Regions from separate parts of the Nothobranchius furzeri genome. Here region 1 is linked to region 2. The links are chromatin contacts, called in public Micro-C maps. All regions are on one chromosome and are shown on one strand. Each heading gives the region's core, a stretch centred on a gene start, on an enhancer-like site or on the middle of the called end of the contact. The rest is flanking DNA. Distances are from core to core; before and after follow the strand shown.

The links. A called contact is a pair of places that touch in the nucleus more often than the background predicts.
Region 1: a contact with region 2 is called in a Micro-C map of tail fin, with 5 times the contacts expected there. The contact joins two enhancer-like sites. A contact is called at or near these places in 2 of 2 Hi-C or Micro-C datasets (skeletal muscle and tail fin).

The regions. Positions count from the first base shown.
Region 1 is chr18:20,015,519-20,021,326 of NfurGRZ-RIMD1, reverse strand. It overlaps frmd6 (FERM domain containing 6), which reads right to left. Exons shown (of 14, transcript XM_015969465.3): 9 at 5,161-5,229; 10 at 2,930-3,104; 11 at 2,439-2,750; 12 at 2,188-2,319; 13 at 1,943-2,034; 14 at 1,352-1,847. The coding sequence ends at 1,557. Among protein-coding and RNA genes, the nearest start is that of gng2, 12 kb to the left of the region's middle. Within about 2 kb of position 4,341, at least 1 of the 3 cell types and tissues checked has an H3K27ac peak or open chromatin away from gene starts, as enhancers often do. A contact at or near this core is called in tail fin, where this site is marked.
Region 2 is chr18:19,956,116-19,961,683 of NfurGRZ-RIMD1, reverse strand. No RefSeq gene overlaps it. Among protein-coding and RNA genes, the nearest start is that of frmd6, 24 kb to the left of the region's middle. Within about 2 kb of position 3,228, at least 1 of the 3 cell types and tissues checked has an H3K27ac peak or open chromatin away from gene starts, as enhancers often do. A contact at or near this core is called in tail fin, where this site is marked.

The DNA of each region.
Region 1 (5,808 bases), core at 3,092-5,591, 59 kb before region 2:
TTTCTGTAAAATAAACTACAAACCATTTAATCATCAGAAAGATGTGGTTGTAATCTTCCTGTGTGAGGGATTAACTCAGATCAGCTAACTGTAGTGGCTTTCAAGCACAAATCAAAGTGTAATTCTGTTTAAAATAAAAACTGTTTTACAGACAAAACCAACATTTTAACTGTAACACGGTTCCCTTTTCACTCACAAAAGGTAAATGGCCTGTGTTTGATGTAGCGCCTTCTAGAGTCCTGGAATCCCCCAAGGCGCTTTACAACACAATCAGTCATTCACCCATTCACACGCACATTCACACACTGGTGGGGATGAGCTACAATGTAGCCACAGCTGCCCTGGGGCGCACTGACAGAGGCGAGGCTGCCGAGCACTGGCGCCACCGGTCCCTCTGACCACCACCAGCAGGCAAGGTGGGTTAAGTGTCTTGCCCAAGGACACAACGACAGCGACAGACTGAGCTGGGCTCGAACCTGCAACCTTCCGACTGCGGGGCGAGCACTTAACTCCTGTGCCACCGTCGCCCCACAAACCTAACAGGTGCCACCAGCTGCTGCAGCAAAGGAAACAATAAGACCAGAACAGACCTGTTGATCTGGGCAGAAGCTTCACGTCCTCCTCACCTGTTTATAATACTGACATCAGCCGCAAACAACAGAAACATGATTTATATAAAAGTACAATAAAATAAAATAGTCTTTTGTTGTGAAACTGAAGTTATGGAAGTGATTCCAGTTAAACAAAGACGTGTGTGGTGTGTTTTGGCTGACAGCCAATCAGGCTCCATTTTGACTCCAGATTGCAAAGAATCTTATTTTGTCCTCAGATCTGGGACAAGTTAGAACATGCGCCTGACCCCGTGGTGGAAAAGTGTTTATATTGTGTTTGTATCTATTTGATCTTTCGGAGACGTGCAAACAAAGTTGATAAACGCTGAACGTTGTCGTCTGATGGCTTGAGTCCTTAAAGAAGCTAAAAGGGAAGGATTGTGATTGTCAGAGCCAGAATTTGACACCTGCATTGTGTGACGAAGGCACGGCGGCGACGAGGGGAAGGGGAGACGTCATCTCAGGTCCATCTTCTGTCACGCTGAATAAACGCTCCGTTCTTTTTCTCTTTGGTTTGTAGCTCAGAGTGCATTCATCCTTTCACTCCTCACAAGAAAATCTTTGATATTTGTCCGAGCAGCAGTCTGCTGCTCACTCACAAGTACAAGACTTCTTTTATTACACTGTCAAGCTGCTGAAACTTGGATTTAAATGAAAACAATAATGTGATCCCCTCTGTTTCCTCTGACATGAGGAGCAGAACGGGTTATATGTTAAAAACAGATTCTCTTCTTTATTATTAATTCAGATTTCAGACAAAATCCTCCTTGTCCTTTCAGAATGTCTCAGGTGGAAGACGAAGGGCGAGCAGACTTATTGTTAGTTATATTATGGCTGCTGCTTGCTGCCCAGAATACACAAAGCTCCTCTCTCACGTCTTGTTCCTTGAGGCCTGAAACATCTCCACCAGGAGGAAGAGTGAACTCCCTGCGGTCACCTGGTCCATCACACCACAAACTCGGGCACCTCTTCGCTCGTCAGGTCCAGAGAGAAGTACTTATTTGTCCTCTTGACGAGGAAAGGGTGCTGCTCTCCGAGCATGCCGGTACGCTGCTCGGCCAGATTCTGGTAGCCGGTGCTGTCGCTCAGCTCCTGAGCGCAACCAAACGTGTAGCTTTGGGCGGTGTCCTGACAGAGCTCCGCCCACTGCTGCCAGTCCTTCTGGTAGAGCCGAATGTCATCCAGCGACTGGCTGTGGCGATCGGTGGATGCCTGAGGCTTTCTGCAGGTAGAGGTCTGTGAGAGGAAATCAGCGTTAGACTTAGAAAGGATCTCAAGGGTTATTACAGATTAAATGATCAGTGTTGGGATTCAGGTCAAAGGTGAAGCACCTGTGGAAGGGACTCGATGCTCTGTCCTCTCATCTTCACAACAGTCTCTGACGAACTGGAGGTGGACGAACTGACGTCTTTTACTATCAGTCCTTGAAAACAAACATGAGTCTCTCAGATTGGGTGTTCTTTCTCCGATAAAACATGAATGTTTATGCTCCTAGCAGATTAAAAACACATTCTGAACCAGTTACAACCTGTTCGTTTAAGAATCGTCCAATCAGACTAGATACCGCTGAGGCTACCTGACAACCCGTTGGTCTGATCTGGAGACATGGTCAGCATGTCCTCTGTGATGTGAATGCACAGCTCCTGTTCCAGAGCCACCTCATGAAGCTCCTCGTAGTCTTTAGGGTCGTCTACCAGCATCTCGATCTCTGCAAGAACAAAAGTTATCAGAATTTATCAAACATCTAAAGCAACTGTTAACATTTCAATACATATTTACAGGTTAACTAGTAAAAAGCTCAACCAGCCATCCTCCATCAGCTCTTACCATCGTCATCATCCAGGATGCGATCCTTGCCGCTGCTCTCGATGCCGGAGGTGTGAGAGCTCCCGTGGCTGGTTGTGGAGGAGCTGCAGGTGCGTAGGGGCCTGTGTGGGGTCTGGCCCGGGGCCCTGAAGCTGTCTGTTTCAATGCCAGATGTGTGCGAGCTGCCATGGCTGGTGGTGGAGTGGCGAGACAGACGGTTAGGGTGAGACATGCTGCCCGCGCTGCTGCCGCTGGCCCGGGAACGCTTGTCCAGATGCTCCATGTCCAGCTCCAGAGCATCGCTGATGTACGATTCCCGGTACTGCTTCTTTTCTGAAATCAAAACAGTAAATCGTCATTTTCTGCTTTGAGCTAATTCAGATGTGCACCACGTTTATGCTCGTGTTTAGAGAATTTAGTTTATATTTCAGCCAGAGAAGATGAAACAGTTCATATTTCTGAGGGAAAGTAATCAAAGCAACTGTTGCAACACAAACTTGTGCTGACCACACCTTCATTTTCCTCGAGCCGACGGACTTGTTTGAGGACCGGTTGTAAGTTCATGTAGAGCCGGTGGCTGTTGCTGAGCAGCTGCAGGAGGTGGCGGGAGCGTACGGGACAGCCGGTGTAGTAGATGAGTTTACGGGCTGAGGGCAGACCATCAGGAAGGATCTCAAACTTCTTCCCCTGAGAGAAAAACAAAAACACAGAACTCTGGTTTACGCCACAAGTTGATGAAGCTGGAATGCTGATCTGAAATCAGGGTTCTTCTCCAGAAAAGAAACATTTATGTCACTAAAAACAGAGCAACGACCAGTTTTCATGTCTGTAGTTTGACTCTTGGTGCACATCTTGGATTATTTTTGCAGTTTGCTCACCGTAAGCACATCCCATCTAAAAGGCCTTCAGCGGTGACTGACCCAGGAACAGCTGTCTGTGGTGTGTTGTCAGGACTTCAACAGGTGGAGGTTAAAAACATAACGTCTGATCACAGGACGGAGCTCAACTTTATTTATCCAGCTGATTTTTAACAAAACATCGATAGACCTCCAGGTTTGTGTTTGAACTAAACACGCTGATGAAACCATCTCTGAGTCCTTTAGCAGAGGCTTTCCTACGAAGGATTGTTTTCTCTGGACAGAGCAGTCCTTCAGGCAGAGAGATTTCCTGTTAAATCCCTGGACAGACAGAAAAACTCTGGGTGGGAAATTACAGTAAAAGTTCTCTTCCCTTCCTAAACGTTTGAGTTTAACCTCAGACAGCCCCTCTGCAGCTCCCCAATAACAAACCTGCAGACGTCGTGGACAGCTGCCATTACTGCATCAGGAAGGTGGAGCAAATCCTAGAAGGCAGCTGTGAGCATGTGACTGAACCAGATCCACAGACAACATGTCTAAGAGTCAAGCAGCATATTAATGAGCCCAGTTAGGATTCTCAGAGGGAAATGTCAGATTTTATTCACTAAGCATCTCATCCAGTCTCACTGGAGAGCTTTCCAGAGGTCAAAGGTTCAGTCCCTTTGAAAGTCCTTGGACAACGATCAACAGGACTTCTGCAGGAGACCACACACATCAAACACCACCCATCCTCTAAAATGACCAGAACCAACCAAACGTCTTAAGAACCACAAGTTTTAAACCAACACAACAAAACTTGAGGGAAATGTCATCGTTTCAGCTTTCAACAGCAGTGCTGATGCAGCTTCATCCCCCGAAACACAAACCCAACCCGTTTAAAACTCTGATACACAAAATGATTCAAAAGCCGCAGAAACAAAAATCTCTTCCAACATCCCACCATCTGGGATTTATCGACCAACACGTCCCTCTGCCTGAGCCCCGCCCACTGACGGTGGCAGCGCGGCTAGATGATGACACTCTTGGGTGGGGTGAAGGACAAGGCCTGTTATTCTGGAGATGGGTGGGGCAGGGCAGTAAGAAATCCTTTTGGTCCAGGGCGAAGCCACAGCTCAGTCACTCTCACTGCGCTCCTCCAGACGGCAAATGGAGACAAACCGCAGAACCCCCCCCCCCCCCCCCCCCCCCCCCACACACACACACACACAAAGTAAGAAAACAGGATGTCTGAGCTGTGGGCCGAGGGGCAGAAGCAACAGTTGTTTTGTGCTTCAACTGTTGTAGTAAAATAAAACGCATACGTGAGACACCAGATGGGACTTTCATCTCTCTCTTAGGTATAAAAACTAAACGTCCACATTTATAACCACCAGGTCTGAGCTGTCTCTGGGTTGGCAGACACGGCGAGGCTGTCAGAGTTACAGCTTCTCTGGCTTGCTGCGATAACGGAAACCCTGCCGAATTAAAATGGCGGCGCTCAGCTCAACGACAAGCTGACTAAGAGCAGAGATGAGAAGATTATACTGGGTTTCCTTAAGGAGCACGGGCCCACAGGACAATTACACGAACAGAGCAAGAGGGAGAAAATCCAGCTGTTGATTACATGACTACATGTCTGTAGCTACAGTACTGTGTGTGTGTGTGTGTGTGTGTGTGTGTGTAAGGTTGTGTGTGCAAGGAAAGTCTTTCAGAATCTCTGATTAGTTCCAGAGGATGAGATAAAACAGCAGCCTAGAGAAGGAGCAACGTGTAAAAATTTCCACGATCCTGAGCGAGAGTCTGGCGTCTAAACGCATCACCATGAGCCAGAGGATGATTCGGTTTGATCAAAAACCTAAAAAACTATCAGAGCAAAGCAGCAGCTCTGGGCTGCATGTTGGACTCACCACAAACACCAGCTTTCCTACGTTGTTCCAGGGGAAGTCGTACAACAGCTGCCTCACAGAGCCGACGTTCTGCAATTCAAATAAGAATAATTAAAAATTTTTATCCCCTTGGAAAAATTCCCCTCTGCATCTGACCCATTCCTAAGGGGCAGCAGGCGGCCATTTTTATAACTTCCAGGGCTCAGTATCGTGCCCGGGGTTAGGGTTGTGGCCTGTGACTGACCCGCTCCTCTGGTTCAGTCACGGCTGCCGGTCGAGAAGACTGTTTTCTAGAAGGCAGACAGTTGCTTGAAAAAGACTGTCCTACTGTATTTAACCACATGCTAAAGTAGGACAGTGCGTGTGTCAACAAACTCACGTTAGAAATCCTCCTGAATCCACGTGAATAACTTTACCAAAACTCTGTGGCTGGGACTCGATTCATGACTTATTAAAAATCCCAACGAATGTTGTTAGTGTGCTTTTAACCAAGGCAGGAACATCTAAGAGAAGGACGTTCCTCACTGATGAAAGGGATTTGCTTAGAAACAAACTGCCACATTTCTAAACATTTATTTTAGCATCTTGTGAGTCTCTGTGTTGTGATGCAGCCATCTTTAGTTTATTCTGTTTAACAATAAATGTCTACACAATCAGTGAGTCCATTTG
Region 2 (5,568 bases), core at 1,979-4,478:
AGAAACATGTGCCTGGTTGGTTGCAGACTAATGATCCCGTGTGTGTGGCTGGTGGTGTGTCTCTGTGTGTCCCTGTGATGGACTGGAGACCTGTTTAGGTGTCCTCTGCCTCTCAGTCAATGTCTGCTGGAGAATTTCCTGTTCAGAAAAGATGCTGTTTGGGGAGTAAAAACATGAAAAAATGTGATCAAAACTTCACCTGAAACCCTCTGCTGTTCTATAAACCTTGTAATATTTGTCTTTCCGCACAATGAAACCAGTAAAACCAAAGAATCATGAGATAATTTTAAATGTACCATAGCTGTAGCTAATCATCCATCACATACCATGCAGTTTTCAGATCATGCTACAGCAGTGTGAGGTGGCATTAGAACTTATTCTAGTATTTTTAGCCCTAAAGATACTAAAGTGTGCACATAAAGCTCAACCTTCCATGTATTAATTCAATTCAATTCAATTCAAGTTTATTTATAAAGCGCCAAATCACGACAAGAGTCGTCTCAAGGCACTTCACATAATAAACATTCCAATTCACAGTTCATTAAGCCAATCAAAAATAATGTTTCCTATATAAGGAACCCAGCAAATTGCATCAAGTCACTGACTAGTGTCAGTGACTATACAGCAATCCTCATACTAAGCAAGCATGCAGCGACAGTGGAGAGGAAAACTCCCTTTTAACAGGAAGAAACCTCCAGAGAATCCTGGCTCAGTATAAGCAGCCATCCTCCACGACTCACTGGGGATCGAGAAGATAGAGCAGGCACACACACACACACACACACACACACACACACACACACACACACACACACACACACACACACACACACTCTGGTTTTAGAAGTGCTAGTATTAAACAGCTGCGTAGTTAGATTTACCTTTGACTTTGCATTTTTAAGTAAGCAAGAGTTTTTTGAGAACTTACTTTTGGAAAAATTAGGAAAGGCACTAAAGCTCTGCAGTAACAGAAACCCAAACTAGGTGATTGCAGGGTTTCAGCATGAACAGCCTTTTTTTAATTTTGGTAAAGAACTTCAACACTGCTTAATTTTTCCATTTTTAAGTTTTTTTTCTCACTATCTAAAGATATATTGTGACAAAACCCCTCCACCACTTGTTAAGTGAGGATTGGAGGAGAGCCCATATAGGTGCATCTGAGTTAAAGTATTAATTTATTGATTTCATTCTGCATATTCACTGCTCATAGATGCTAAGCCAGCCTCTTTAAATGGTAAATGGCCTGTATTTGATACAGCACCTTCTAGAGTCCTGGAACCCCCCAAGGCTCTTTACAACACAATCAGTCATTCACCCATTCGCACCCTGGTGGGGATGAGCTACGATGTAGCCACAGCTGCCCTGGAGCGCACTGACAGAGGCGAGGCTGCCGAGCACTGGCGCCACCGGTCCCTCCGACCGCTAGGATTGCTAAGGACTTTTATGACTCTTCAGCTTATCTTTTGTTGACGCAGTCTCTTTAGAGCATGCTTCGATCACTTTACTGTGTCAAACAGGAAGTGTATGTAAAAATCAGCCGCAATAAAACTAATTACAATCAAACTATGTGAAAAAATGCATTCAGCTAATTGAGAATTAGTAAATTCTTCCATCCTTCTTTAGAAACAAACATGAACATCTGTCTCAAAACTGCAAACATCCACATCTAAGTCTTACCTGAACTTTTACAGAGTTTTCATTAGGAAACATCTGATTGACACGAGAAAAATAAATCTGTTTGACATCAAAGGAATAAAAAAGCATGAAAGTTACTGTGGGAAATAAGCTTTGGTGGTGTGCTGTTGTTGAGTCCAAAAGCCATAAAGAAAGTGCAGAAAAGAAAGAAAAATAATGGTTTCCTCCTTGGTTTCCACTTGTTCCCACCATGTTCTTCTCTAAACTTCAGAAACTAGTGACTTCAGGGTTTTTCTAGTGGGAGGATCTAACTATTAACCCTTATTCGTTTGTTTGTTCACTACAAACAGCAACAGATTTATGCTAATGAGCCAAAATGGGATTCCAAATAATTAGTCTTGAACAAATCCCATGGCGCTCTGATAAAGCCCAAACCGGCTGGCTTCACCATCCGTTATCGTTCCACAGCACTGGGCGAGCCACAGAACAACAGAAATAACAAGAGTAATTTGGCACCCAAATGTCAGATGCATCATAGTTCATGCTGAGGCTTTGATAGTTTCTGGACTGCCCGCAGAGAACCAGATTCCTTTCCCCAAAATAGCTGGCTGTGCCGTCTTTTAAGGAGTTTCCCATTTGGGATTCAATGTGGAAATTTAGGGAAGCTAAACATAAACAGATGGATCTGATCGCTGAAAATATTCGCAGCAGAGTAATATTGATTATTTATTGGTAGTTTGGTGCATTAAAATCTTCTAGATCTCGTTTGCATTCAGATCTATTTAGTTTTTCAAAACAAAAGACAAAAAACTTTGAGTAATGCATTTAAAACCTCCTGGCTGTTCCTCGAACCAGACTGAAAACCAAAGGGGACAGGGCCTTTCAGACTATTGCACCCAGACTTTGGAACAGTCTACCTTCAAATCTCCGTCTCTCTAACACTGTAGAGGTCTTTAAAAATCATCTAAAAACTCACCTTTTCATCCAGGCGTTCCCTCCCTGAATGTTCACAAAGATGGCTTTGTTCGGGTTCACACCTTCACTTTGTTTATACTCATGATTTTATTTTCTATTTTATCACTGCTATTGTTTTTCTGATGTTTTTATTGATTAGAGGTATTTGCCCTGATCTTTATCATGTTGTACAGCGCTTTGTGATTTATATCTGTGAAAGGTGCTATATAAATAAACTTTTACTTACTTACTTACTTACTTATCATTGAGCTTCTCTTAGGTCTCATGTTTTAAAGATTTATCTGAAAGTTAACTCTGCATTGTCCATGCATGTGCTTCTGACACTCACAAGCTCAAGGAGGAGCTTTTATTTTTGTGGTTATCTGCTTCATAAGCTCTGAGTTGTTGGGATTTGCCCAGCAAAGTGCTTTCTGCACTTGTGAAGATCTTTAAGTAAAAAGACAAAAACGAGACAAGCTAAAGGTGTGTTTGAAGACCAGTCATGATAAAGTGAGCAGTTACAGCTTAAAGCATTGATTTATGGACATTTCTGTGACACAAAGCTATTCTGGTGTGACCAGTTGAAAGGGAAAAATGCAGGTGAGTGTCTGGTGCTTGAGCGAGGGAGCGTGATGTGAGGAAATCTGTGAACAGGTTATGGCCTGTCCTGCATTTAGAGGGCTGACACGGAGGAATGTGTCTCCATGTAGAGCGTGAAATCCCTGCAATGCAATCCGCCGTGTGCACCCCAAACATTGACCCACAGAGGAAGAAAGGTCCAGTCTCTGGTGAGGATCTCAGATTTAAAAACATACACGGCTGTAGGAGGAGAAATACCTCAAACAAGGAGAGGATTATACATGTTTGCACACTCATTCTAATGCTTAATAATACCAGAGGGACTCATTTGCTACAGAGACAGTTGTAGTTTTAGATGCATAGGTAGGAAAGAAAACAAGCTCTGGTTTTAGACGTGCTAGTCGAGGATTTTATCACCACCAGACAAAGCCAGGCTTGCTCTCTCTCTCTCTCTCTCTGTTCTCTGCAGCTTTCATGCCAAGATAACTTTATTTATGAGACCAATTCCCTAAGATTGCTTTAGCTAAACCTTTCTACTTATAATGCCTTTGGACATTTAGGTGGGTATGAAGATGTAAAAACAGAAAACTTGAAGAAATCCTACAAATAAAGCTATAACAGAAACTGTGATATGTTCAGGTAAAATTTAATATGTTCTGGCAAGTTTTACTGCTTCAAACTGATTAAACTAATGTTTAATCATTAAAGCTACTTATATTTGAGAAATAGCTTCCGTGAGCCATAAAGGGTTCTTCAAAGTATGACTGTTCTGTGATTTTGTGCTGAAAATCTCAAAGTTTTCCCTTAAATTTAAGTTCTTATAAGGTTTTTATATTTTTGTTGCAAACCTTTTCACAGTAAAGCATCTTGAGTCCAGCCTCAGAACACATTCATAAATAAAGAATGGTACCGAAGCTACAGCCCAGAGGAACTCCTTCAACCATTCAAGAACGGTTTGGTGATGAATATCTTTTACAAAATTTTGGTTTCACATCCACGACACTTCTCAGACTTCCTCTTCTCAAATTCCTTGAGAACTTGTGGTCAATCCTCAAAAGGTGTACAGACAAACAAAACCCCACTAACTCTAAACTCCAGGTGGGAATTACCACCCATCAATCAGGATTTGGACCAGAAGCTGAATAACAGGATGCAAAATCAACCGCAGAGAAGGACCAACACCGAATAAAAATGTAAATGTTATGTAAAAATAATATATTGTAATTCTACCTAACCAAATAAACAAATATCATAAATCTCGATGAAAACCAGAACTTGTCAGGCTTTAAATTCTGGCCACGGGTCAAAATTCACCTTTAAAATCAGTTGTTACAGTCACTAATGACAGATACTTTCTGTGTCTTTTTCAGCTCCAAAGCTTTAAGGTGTGGATAAAAGACAAACGATCAAACGTGATTTAATAATTAGAACAGGAACTAAGTAAAACCAGAACTCAGAAGCGGTCCACAGACTGAGGTAGATGAGTCCTGTAGTGGAGAAGCTTCCACAAGGAGACAGACTTCTGTTGGAGGGACAAATCCTTCTGACCTCAGCTGCTTTAGATTTGACCTCTGACCTTCGCCTGCTGCTGGGAAATTGATGGTGGTATTTAAGAACAGAGGCAAGCTCCTCTGAATGAGGGAAATTAATCTTGCACATCCTGCAGGAGGAAAGTCACAAATCAGACGTCCAGATTTTTGCCCCAGTGGGAATCGTGACACCTGTGAAATTCTCTCTTCAGGACAGGAATCGATCCTCCATGTCTGCAGGCATGTTGACCAGAAGGCTGCAGGGTGTGGGTCTGTAGCAGCTTTTAGAGTGTGTTTTAAGTCTGTTGAGGAAGTTAAGACAAAGTGAAGTTTAAACACCCTTGAACTGTTAACACTCTGACCAGACTTGTTCTCCTCCCCGAAGAACAGTGGGCTGAATTCAAAGCAGAGGAGTGTGTGAAGTTCACAGGAGAATGAGGCTGCGCCCGTTTGATGTGCTACAGTTAAATCCCTGTCACCGCTGCCTGTAGCTCAGACGCCCGGCTGGTGTCACATTTCAGAATCTCTGTGGGCAAAACCTTTGAAGCAGCTTTGCTTATGTTTTCCTGAACGTCAGTGCCGATCATCTACATATATACTGGACAATTCCTTTCCATTGGCTCCAATAATAAGTTTTTAAGCCAAAATGGGAGGTTGCCACCACCTCCATTTTGACCGTGTCACAGGTTCCGTCAAGCCCAGACAATTCCAAAAAAGGGAAGAGAGGTGGAGCTGAGGGTGGGGCTGTAAGGCTGGGATCAAATGATAACACCCGTCGAACTGAACCGATGTAGCTACAAGCTAACCCAAAGCTAACGCGGAGGTGGGAGCTAATCTAACGGAGGTAGCTACCTAGCTACAACCGGAGTTA